Linked DNA regions of Gossypium hirsutum: regions 2 and 3 are each linked to region 1. A link is a contact called in public Hi-C data. All regions are on one chromosome and are shown on one strand. The core of a region is the stretch at or near the end of the contact, and the rest is flanking DNA. Distances in the headings are between cores, read along the strand shown.

Region 1 (3,430 bases), core at 246-2,745:
TTTATCCTATCTTCGCTTTCTATAATTCTTTTTTCCAAAACATTGCTAGCACCCACATTCCATTTCTTGAGAACTCCCTTGAGTTTTACTGCCATTTGCCCTTTTAAACTACCCATTCCCGACCATTCATTCTCAATTAGTCTCCTACAATCTTGCTTTTTAAACCATGCATTAACTAACTTGAAAGGTCTTGGTCCTCAGTCGATTGTTTCATTTACCAACAAAACTAGTATGTGATCCGATATCGTTCTGTTTAGTCCTTGCTGTTGTAAGTCTTTCAATTGAACCAACCATTCTTCCTCTAGTAAAAATCTATCAAGTCTACTACGTCTATTGTCCGGACCAATCCATGTGAACTTTTTCCCCAATAACGGCAAATCTTCCAATTTACATCTATCAATAAAGTCACCAAACTCCTTTGACCCCTTCTTTATGCCCGAACAGATGATTCGTTCACTTCTATTTCTCACCATGTTAAAATCCCCACCTACTATCCATGCATTACTAAATTTACTTCTAAACCCATATAGATCTTCCCAAAGAATTTTTTGATCTGACAGATTGTTAGGAGCATATACATTAATCAATACTGCCTTCATCCTTTCACACACCTACTTTCCTTCAATTACAATAAATTTGTTCCCACTAAACTCCATATTGGTTGTAAACATACCTTTATCCCATATTGTTATCAATCCTCCTTACCTTTCTATTGCAGCTGCAAATTTAAATTCAAAATAGTCATCGCCCCAAAATTTTCTAACTAAATCCATTGACACCATTTCTAACTTAGTTTCTTGAAGGAAGCAGACATTTGCCATAGTCTTTCTCACTAATCTATTGACAGCTTCTATTTTAGCTACAGGCCCCAACCCTTTGATATTCCAGGAGACAAATCTCATATTTCCAATCGAACTAATTAAATAAAGTAAAATCCAGTAAACCAGCCACTCACCAATTATCCTGAATTCCTCCTCCCTCTGTCTTTGATAGCTCCCTATTGCTGCCCTTCAATCCTCATTATCTCTTCGATTACTATCTCCTCATCGCCTTGGACACTAAACCCCAATTTTTTCCCCACCTCCCACGTCTTCTTCGCTTCTTTAACAATGACTTTTCTTCTGTTACTGATGTCTGAGTCCGATAACGATAGGTTTGCTATGCTTTCGTCGTTCCTGGAATCCCCATTTCCCTTTAATTTTCTCATTCCCCTATCTCTCTTCAGCTTTTCTTTTGTTGTGAGCACTGTATCCTGAATCTTCTGCATAAATCTAATTCTCTCATTCAACACTTTCTTATTTCTTTTGTTTTGTCTTATTTGGAAAAGTTCCTCTTCAAGTTCAGATGCTGCAACCCGATCCCTTGGTTCCTCTATTTCTTATAAAAATGTTGAATTTTGATTTAACTTTGGGTTCCCTTCATTGATTGGAATCTGCATTTCTTTCTCATTTAAGTCCATTTCATTGCCCTCAACTATTTGTGTTTCTAGCCCTTTATTCTGATCCAATACCAATACTGAGCCCATAGTAATTAAATCTTCTTGACCCTGATCCGTCAAGGCTTCAATAGCCTCCCCTTTGAAAGCTTTTTCAATAAATAATACAAATGTAATTTCAAAAATAATTTAGATAGAAACATGATGAAGTCGTCAAAATGGGTGGAACATTTGAAAAGTTAAGCTAATTTAATTGACAAGAACATGAAGAAAATGTATTGTAGATAAGATTTTTAAGCAAGAAACGTGAACCAATGCTTCTTGCAGATTTTTTCTTTAATATTATCAGTTTGCCTCAGAGACTTAAGTCTGATATCCATATAAATATGTCTTGTGTCCAAGAGAATCAGAAATGGAGTAAATATGAGACTTGAATATTATATTTTTGTTGCATTCATTTCCCCTTTTTCCATTAAGTTGAAGCTTTCAATTAAGGTGCCAGTAAACTTAGGCTAGATAAAGACTAGCATTGGGAGACGTCTAATATAACTTATAGACTATATATTTGCTCTATGCTTCTTGGTGAAGGCTAGCACATTGACTGAATTATATCAATGACAATGGATAGGTTTTGAATAAAGCAGCCTGGTTCTCTTAGGTTGTATATGTTAATGCTGAAAGATTAGTTCGATAAGTATATGCAATTGTTTTAAAAAATTTTAATTTATTTAAATAATATTACATTATACTTATATTTGAATATTTGTATACGAACAAATACAAATACTCTAGAAAACTTAAAGGTTATATAACATGGTTTCTATAGAAAAACAGATCAAAGCTTTCTAAATTTTTCCTTCCTTCTTCAGCGGTTTAATCAACAAAAAGTGCTCCCCAGAGATGCTTGTTTAACAGCTAACTGTTTAAAAAAAAAATTGTGATATAAATTGATTTGTTGAGCAAACCTTTGAACAACTTGTCAAGAAATAAACAGACTTCAAATCTCTAAAATTTAGATGAAAGTGATGGGGTTTATCAAATCTGACTTAAAATCATAGTTATCTATCTTTTATTTCGTATGCCAAGATTTGTAATTACCCTATTTATAATATTAATTTCAAGATTCTAACTAATATTATCATAAAAAGATGTGAAATTTTGTCTCCTTTTGGCATTAGAGAAATGATTAAAACTGTGTCATAATATGTATTATATAATTAGACATTAAATAAAAAATAATTTATATAAATTTAAACTTGAAATTAGAAAGATAAATAAAAACATTAATAAAAAATAAGATTTTTAAAATATTTTCTTCTCATTTTTTAAAACAAATCATGAGAGTTACCAAAAATAATCTATTGAAATTAATTTATTACTAACTCATATTAAAACATAATAAATAAATAAATAAATATCCTTATGCACAGTGGTGAAGCCGGCGACTGGCAGAGATCCCGATTCACCCTAAAATGATTTTTTTATTTTATTTTAGGTCTCTTTATAATTTATAAAATTTTAAATTGACAATAATAAAATTATATCTTGACTTTCAAAAATAATAAAAATTTAATTTAATTTTTTAAAAATTATAAAAATACGAGCTACTAAAATAATGAAATTATATTTTTACTATCATAAAAATATATTTAACCTCTAATAAAATCTTTTGACTTCGTCTATATTTAAACTATAATTAATGTAAAGGTATGTTAATCTAGAGTTTTCATTTTTACATCAACTTTATGCACATCTAGCGGCCTATATGGTCGATACGGCTCTCTAATGGGTTTTACAATTTCAAATGGGGGCCAACCATGCCCAGTGCCTAGTGCAGGTAATAATTTGATGAGTAATTTTAAAAAATACATTAATTATTTAAGGTAAATTTTTAAAAAGAATTAAGTGAGAGAGATAAGTTGAAATAAAATTACAATTTAATGCATATATGCATATTTTAAATAAGTTTGACACTGAAGTCAAACTGCCATCTAA
Region 2 (3,430 bases), core at 336-2,835, 990 kb before region 1:
TGCTGAAGAGCGAGCACATGGTGCCATGGTTGCCGAAAAGCAAGCTAATGGCAAGGCTCGAACTCAAGACCTCTACTATATAGAATTCCTTGAGGGAGCCAGGGTACGGCTTGGGCTAGTGATCCTCAACAAAGTAGCATGGGTCCGAAGTCCTTAAGTTTTTAGTCTACAAAATTTTCAAGTCACATTCTTTAGACCTAACTTTTGTCATGTGATGCTCTATTATGTCACTAACCTCGGGATGCTTGCACTTTTTTTTGTGATAGGTCCTGTAGCTGAAGACATGTTTCATTGGCAAGCAACACTCATGGGCCCTTCCGATAGCCCTTATGCGGGAGGTGTATTTTTAGTTAGTATTCATTTTCCTCCAGATTATCCTTTCAAGCCCCCTAAGGTAGTTTGCTTCACCTGGATCGTTTTATTATCCCTTTTCTGTGTGCGTAGAATGTTGTTTGAGTGGTACGTACTCTTTTCATGGATAATGCTGCCATCATGTTTAGGTTGCATTTAGGACCAAGGTTTTCCATCCAAACATCAATAGCAATGGGAGCATTTGTCTTGATATCCTAAAAGAACAGTGGAGTCCAGCCCTAACCATTTCCAAGGTTTGACCTTACTCCTGCTAACCTTATGGTATTTCATACACATGCAGAATCTCGGTTTTTGGCTGACTATGGCTGCACAAAAGTTTCTCTGGTGTCACTTTTAATTGATTTCAATATCCTTGGGTAAAATTACTTTCTATTGGTTATAAGTTAGACTTGCATTTTACGAGTTTGTACGCGTTTCCAACATACGAACAATCACTGCCGTTACTCCCCGAGTTTAATTTTCTTTCTGGGAATTGAATAATTAATATCAGAAGAGAATTTCTTTCTGGGAATTGAATAATTAATATCAGAAGAGAAAGACCAACCTTGATCAAATATCATTGGCATTATATTGTCATTGTTACTATCCTTCTTTGCATTGGCTTCTGCTGCTGCTTGGAAATTTAAGTAATTTTTGGTCTTAAATATCATTAGAGCTTGTCTTAGAATAAGATAACATGGTAAAAAAAAAAAAAGTTTAACTCCAATGCAAAACCAGGTTCTGCTCTCGATCTGCTCGTTGTTGACTGATCCAAACCCTGATGACCCACTTGTTCCGGAGATTGCACACATGTATAAGACTGATCGGGCAAAGTACGAAGCGACAGCATGTGGCTGGACCCAGAAGTATGCCATGGGATGATGGTGGTTAGTGTGTAATACGTATTGGCTTTGGTACGATGCCATATATGTGTTAAAACCTTCATATATTTTGATTTGGATTTGAATTACGTGGACATCTTATATGAAAGGCATTTCCTAAAACTTTCATGCTTATAAATGGAGGATTATGGTTTGACGATAAAATTTTTAACAGTTAAAAATATGCCATCAGTCCTTGTGCTCTTCCAACATTTGGAATTTAGTCCCTATATTAAAATTGTTAAAATTTTTTATTAAATTCAAGTTCATTTCATTACAATTTTACTTTTTTAGTTACATGGTTGTTAGGTAAATTTTTTTTTTATTTCAAAATTTCACACCATATGTTTAATAAAAAACATTTAACAGGGTCAAAATTTTAAAAATAAAAGTGTAAGATTGAATTTTAAATTTTTTGAAAAGTGCAGGGACTGATTAGGTCTTTAAATGCAAAAGTTGAGGTAAGAAACCATCATGTTCATATATCAAATAATTATATCCATAAATGGACAACCCAACGCTTAGGGCAACTGAAAACAGTTGCCAAACTTTAGGTAAAACGAATCGTAATTCTTTAACCACAACCTCATAATAGGGTTGTTGATTTAGCTTCAAGCTTAAGAATTTCTTTAATTAATTTTAAATTATACATACTTGAATGGAACAACTTGATTTCAGCACAGAAAATTTCTTGTTCCATAACATTAATTATTTTACTTACGAAAGTTTGAAATTGCATTTAAGTACTAAAATAATTTACTTTTTTCAATTATTGACCCATTACTTTTTTTCCTTCCAAATTTGCTTGTATGAATGTATTTAATAGGTAAATTTTGATTAAAAAAACTACTAAATATATAAATAAAAATAACTAAATCGTGCCATAATTGTAATAAAGGATTAGTCGGAAAAATGAATATGTTAGAAATTAGTGGAATATTTTGATCTAAAAATTTTTAGTTATTCTAAAAAATAAAATATAAAATAGAAATTAGAAAAATCCAAAATATTGGATCAACCAACCTGTTGGCAACAGCGAAAAACATGGGGGTATATGAGTAAATTGAGATACAAAAGGCAAGGATCCAAACAGTCAGAGAACAGGTCAGTCCTTCGAAGCTTGAGCCTGCTTGACTCCATTCCTGTTTGTGTTTGAGACTTTGGGCTTCCAATCTACTACTCTGTTTCCTTCATTGATTTTTCAGAAGCTTTTCTTACCCAAAATTTTCTGCTTACTCATTCTTTATTTAATTTCTACATCATTAGATTCCTTAAACCGCAAGGTTACTTTAATTTTCGCATCTAGTATTGGATTCTTTTTATTGTCACCAATCTAATCGGAAAATCAAGCCTTAATCTTTACAGGTAAATTAGCCGTCGCTTTGTTCTAAGTTGGTAATTGACGGGTGTTCTATTAATCTTCTTAGCTTGCATTCCTAGCTTGCGTTTGTCTTTGTTTCCATTTGTAGAGTACTTTCAGATTACTCTTTTACTTTTCTGTTTCCTTTCTTGGTATTTGTTAAAATTCTGATAATTCAAGTGAAAAAGCTATGTCTAAATGTCGTTGGAATTCTTGTTGCATTTTGACTATTTGTTCAATCGAATGAGAATTTCATTTTTGGAGGTTTTCTTTTGCTTTATTTGCAAGGATTTGAGAAAGCAAATAGCATGATTTGGTTTTGTATATCATAATTTTGGGTTTGAAAAACAGGATGGATGTAACTTGTTCAGAAATGTAAATATATACCCTTAGGGTTTTATCCAAGTATTGTTTATTAGGAAATAATACAGCTATTATGCCTTTTGAAGTTTATTGCCTGTGTGGAAGTAGTGAGGATTTACTTTTAACTTGTTTAAGATTGATTATTGTGTATAAATTGATAGTTAAAATTGATTCTTTACCATGGACTTAGTCTGCAATGTCTGGACTTTGATGTCTTCCCAACTTTCAGGGGTACTGATACATTGCTGCAGTTGGCGTTTTGGCATTTTTCAAATATGGGACATTGCTTCTCTAAGGTAAGTGCTCTTAGCACATTTTATTTATTTTATAGAATGCAATTTTGGTTTTCTCGCCTAACAATTATCGTTCTGGTTCTCGGGTTTTCTGCATTTATTTATCTATTAGTGAATAACATTTTGATAGGTTTAGTAACTGTACTGCCGCAAGAACAGGGTATAATCCTTTGGTCTTTTGA
Region 3 (3,430 bases), core at 562-3,061, 640 kb before region 1:
TTATAACTGAAGATTTTAGATTTTATAAATGGTTTTAAATAATTTTTTAAAAATATTTCATTATATTTATATAGAATATTTGTCAACCTCATCACCTTAGTCGTGAAATGTAAAAAATTTATTAATAATATATAAAATATTTTCTCATTATTTTAAAATAATATTCACACCTCAGTGTGATAAAGTTTATAAAAGGAATTTAAATAAAAAATGATTCAATTTGAAATTTAAAAATAAATTATTAAAAAAAGAAAAAAAAAGTAAATTCCCACATCCACTCATATCGTTGCATATTTAAATTTGTAATTATATATTTGAAAGAATTGTGCAGATTGAATTATTTATCGAATCTGAGTTAACTCATACGAGTGGATGACAACTCAAAATGTAAAGCCTATGTTATTTTACAACAATTTGTGATATAAACTGATTCCAAAATAAGATAATGACAAAACCCATTAAAACTCTGGTCCCCTCTTTACACCAGTATTTTTATATTATCATCTTTGTTTGATTATCAGCCTAAGAAAAACAAATTCTGACAAAAGAGGGAAATATATAAGTTACACATTATATTTTTAGATTTTTGTTTAATTTCAAAATAAAATATTATTTATAAGTTGAGTTTCAGCTCAATTATCGTAAGACATAATTTAAGTATGTTGAAATGTATTATACTCTTAATTATGAGTTAGAGAGATGTTATAATTAATTTTAGACATTATGTCTAATATATATATATATAATCCGGACCTAAAGATTATTTTTAAAAAAATAAAATAAAACTTTACTAAACAATGAGTGAAGAGAAAACTAGCCTCTGTTTGGTCTTAAAAAAGAGAAGTCAGTTTCATTTTCTCTTCAACCGGGCTTGTTTGAAATTTTTTAAAAAAAATTTAAATTTGAAAATAAAAATATATGGAAAATTTAGAAAATGAAATTTTCATTTTTTTTTAATTTATGAAAATGAAAAGTTAAAAATAATTTTAATTTTCTTGACACCACTGACCTTTTTATTATTATTTAAATATATCATATAGAATGATTTACATAAAATCAAATTTCATACATCGCATTCAATCTAAAAAAAAATCAACAAAGCAAATTCAGATACACATTTGAGTGGTTTTAGCCGTCTTAATTGACCTAACAATACAAAGGTGGGACACTTTTACATTCCTTTTCAGTTTACGCATAGCCACAACTGAAATTAATAAATAATTATCCATATAATATATAAAACTAATTTTATTCTCGTATTATTACAATTTACTTGTTTAGGTTTGAAAATCCGTTTGAAAAGTAGAAGGATTTGGACAATAATATCGGTCTAAAAATAGATTTGAACAAAAAATAAGACCTGTTTTCTATATAGATTAGGCATCGGATAAGATTTTTTGGCTCAGGCCAAATTAACTATTTTGTTGTTGTTTCGTTACTATTTTGCTACTATTTTGTTGTTCTTATTTGAATATTGTATAACTTTTATTTTATTGTTAATTCTATTACTATTTTAGAGGCATTTGCTTACTAAGTTACAACCTAATGTTATTTAAGGGTTTTTTACTCAAAATAATATAAAAAATAATTAATTAATTATGAAAAATGTAACAAAAAAAGGCATTTGCTATATTGTTCTAATTGTGCCGCTGACATATTGGTGTCACCAGACTAAAATGTAATGATCTAAAAACTCCAAAGACCTTATATGTAAATTTCCCGTTTTAATTAGGTGCCAAAAAAGCACTTCAAAGGGTGCTTGACAGTAACAGTACACAATTTTATTGAATTAAAAGACAATGTTATCAGCGATGGAGAATTCTCCAAAAGTGGTCGAAGGTGACGGTGACTCGCGAGTGTCTGAAGATCGCAATACCAAGAAAGTAAGGTTTAAAGATGGATCTGACAGGGTCGCTGTTGATATGGCTGTGGACTCTATTCCATCTTCGAGCATGATAGTGTCTTGGAAGGACAAACTATTAGGGTCTGGTTTTATTGGGGCTGACCAGGGAATTGCAGGTTTTGATGAGGGTAGTGATGGAGATTTCATTCTGTTAGAAGATGATGTTATCAGATCCACCGTTAATGGACTCCCGGCAATTGACTTTTCTGATCGTGTCAAACAATTATTATATAAAGAGATGGAGATGACAGTAGTTTTGAAGTTATTAGGCCGAAATATTAGCTATGGTGTTCTGTTTAATCGAGTTAGTAATCTTTGGAAGCCTATACAACCTTTTCAATTAATGGATATTGAAAATGGATATTATTTGGCTAAATTTCAGAATAACAACGATTATGAAAAGGTTCTAACCCAAGGACTATGGATAATTTTTGGGCAATATTTGACAGTTCAACCATGGACAAAAGACTTTTCCCCTTTCCAACCTTACCCAAGTGTCGTCATGGCTTGGATTAGGCTACCTGGATTACCTGGATTTATGTATAAGAGGAAGATTCTTGAGGTGATTGGTAGCACAATGGGTAAGGTTGCAAAGTTTGATTTCAAGACTGATAATAGAACCAGAGGGAGATTTGCCAGGATGGATGTGTTAATTAATCTGGACAAACCTCTTATCTCTTAGATTCGTGTTAATAGCGATATTCAAAGGGTGGAGTACTAAGGCTTACCAACGGTTTGTTTTGCTTGTGGAAAATACGGACATGTGAGGGAGATGTGCTCATTGTCAAAAGAAACATTCGGTAATGAGGGAGAAGAACCAGTGGCTGACGGTGAGTTAAGCAAAAATAATGATGAACTTGGGAAGGAAACCGAATCGGCGTTCAGACCTTGGATGCTGGTGGAGCATAGATCCCGGCGGAGATTGAGAGATTTGCGAGAATCTGGTAGCAAGATAGCTGGAAAAGAAAGATTGCGCTCCAGATTTGATTCCCTTATTAATGAGGGTGAGACGAGCGGTGGTGAAAAAGGAAGGACGAATGAATATAATAGGGGTTTGATTACTCAGTCAGTGGAAATTGAAATGAATATCCCTGATTCTAGGGATAAGGGAATTTTTAAAATCATGCCTAATTCACATAATGGGTCTATGGAAAGCATGGGGATAGATTCCGAAGCCCAAAAAAGGATAGGTAATGCTGTTACTGTGTGCATGGGGAAAGGAGCCCTATCGGGCCAAGAAATGAACAGTTTAAGGCTGAAAAGCCTGGGAAAAAGGAGTAAAAATGATGCTGGGTCGGATGGATCTTTGGTTGGGTCACACTCTAAGACAAGCCCAATTGTTCTTGGTCCATATGTTTGTCCAACAAATGATGGTCCGTTTGCTTCTTGCGCTTCTTTGAATTTGAGGGCTGTAGATAACCACGAAAATAGGATGGTGGGGAAGCAAAATACTACTTTGATTCTATCCAGGCCCATAAATTACCAGCAACAATTTCATGCGATGCCCAATGCCGATAATTCTCAGGT

What was found. Hi-C and Micro-C count contacts between places; a contact is called where the count stands out from the background.
Region 2: a contact with region 1 is called in a Hi-C map of leaf, with 2.3 times the contacts expected there. The contact joins the promoter of LOC107896846 here to the enhancer-like site in region 1.
Region 3: a Hi-C map of leaf shows a contact between it and region 1, with 3 times the contacts expected there. The contact joins the promoter of LOC107895577 here to the enhancer-like site in region 1. A contact is called at or near these places in 3 of 34 Hi-C or Micro-C datasets (all in leaf).

Annotation. Positions count from the first base shown.
Region 1 is chrA10:89,452,471-89,455,900 of Gossypium_hirsutum_v2.1, forward strand. No RefSeq gene overlaps it. Among protein-coding and RNA genes, the nearest start is that of LOC121208361, 4.8 kb to the right of the region's middle. Within about 2 kb of position 1,496, at least 5 of the 9 cell types and tissues checked have an H3K27ac peak or open chromatin away from gene starts, as enhancers often do. A contact at or near this core is called in leaf, where this site is marked.
Region 2 is chrA10:88,466,119-88,469,548 of Gossypium_hirsutum_v2.1, forward strand. It overlaps LOC107896846 (thioredoxin H9), which reads left to right and starts at 1,586. Exons shown (of 5, transcript XM_016822141.2): 1 at 1,586-2,336; 2 at 3,185-3,251. The coding sequence starts at 2,287. It overlaps LOC107896847 (ubiquitin-conjugating enzyme E2-17 kDa), which reads left to right. Exons shown (of 5, transcript XM_016822142.2): 3 at 267-394; 4 at 501-605; 5 at 1,090-1,355. The coding sequence ends at 1,233.
Region 3 is chrA10:88,814,810-88,818,239 of Gossypium_hirsutum_v2.1, forward strand. LOC107895577 reads left to right here and starts at 1,812. Exons shown (of 1, transcript XM_016820836.1): 1 at 1,812-2,585. The coding sequence starts at 1,812. The coding sequence ends at 2,585.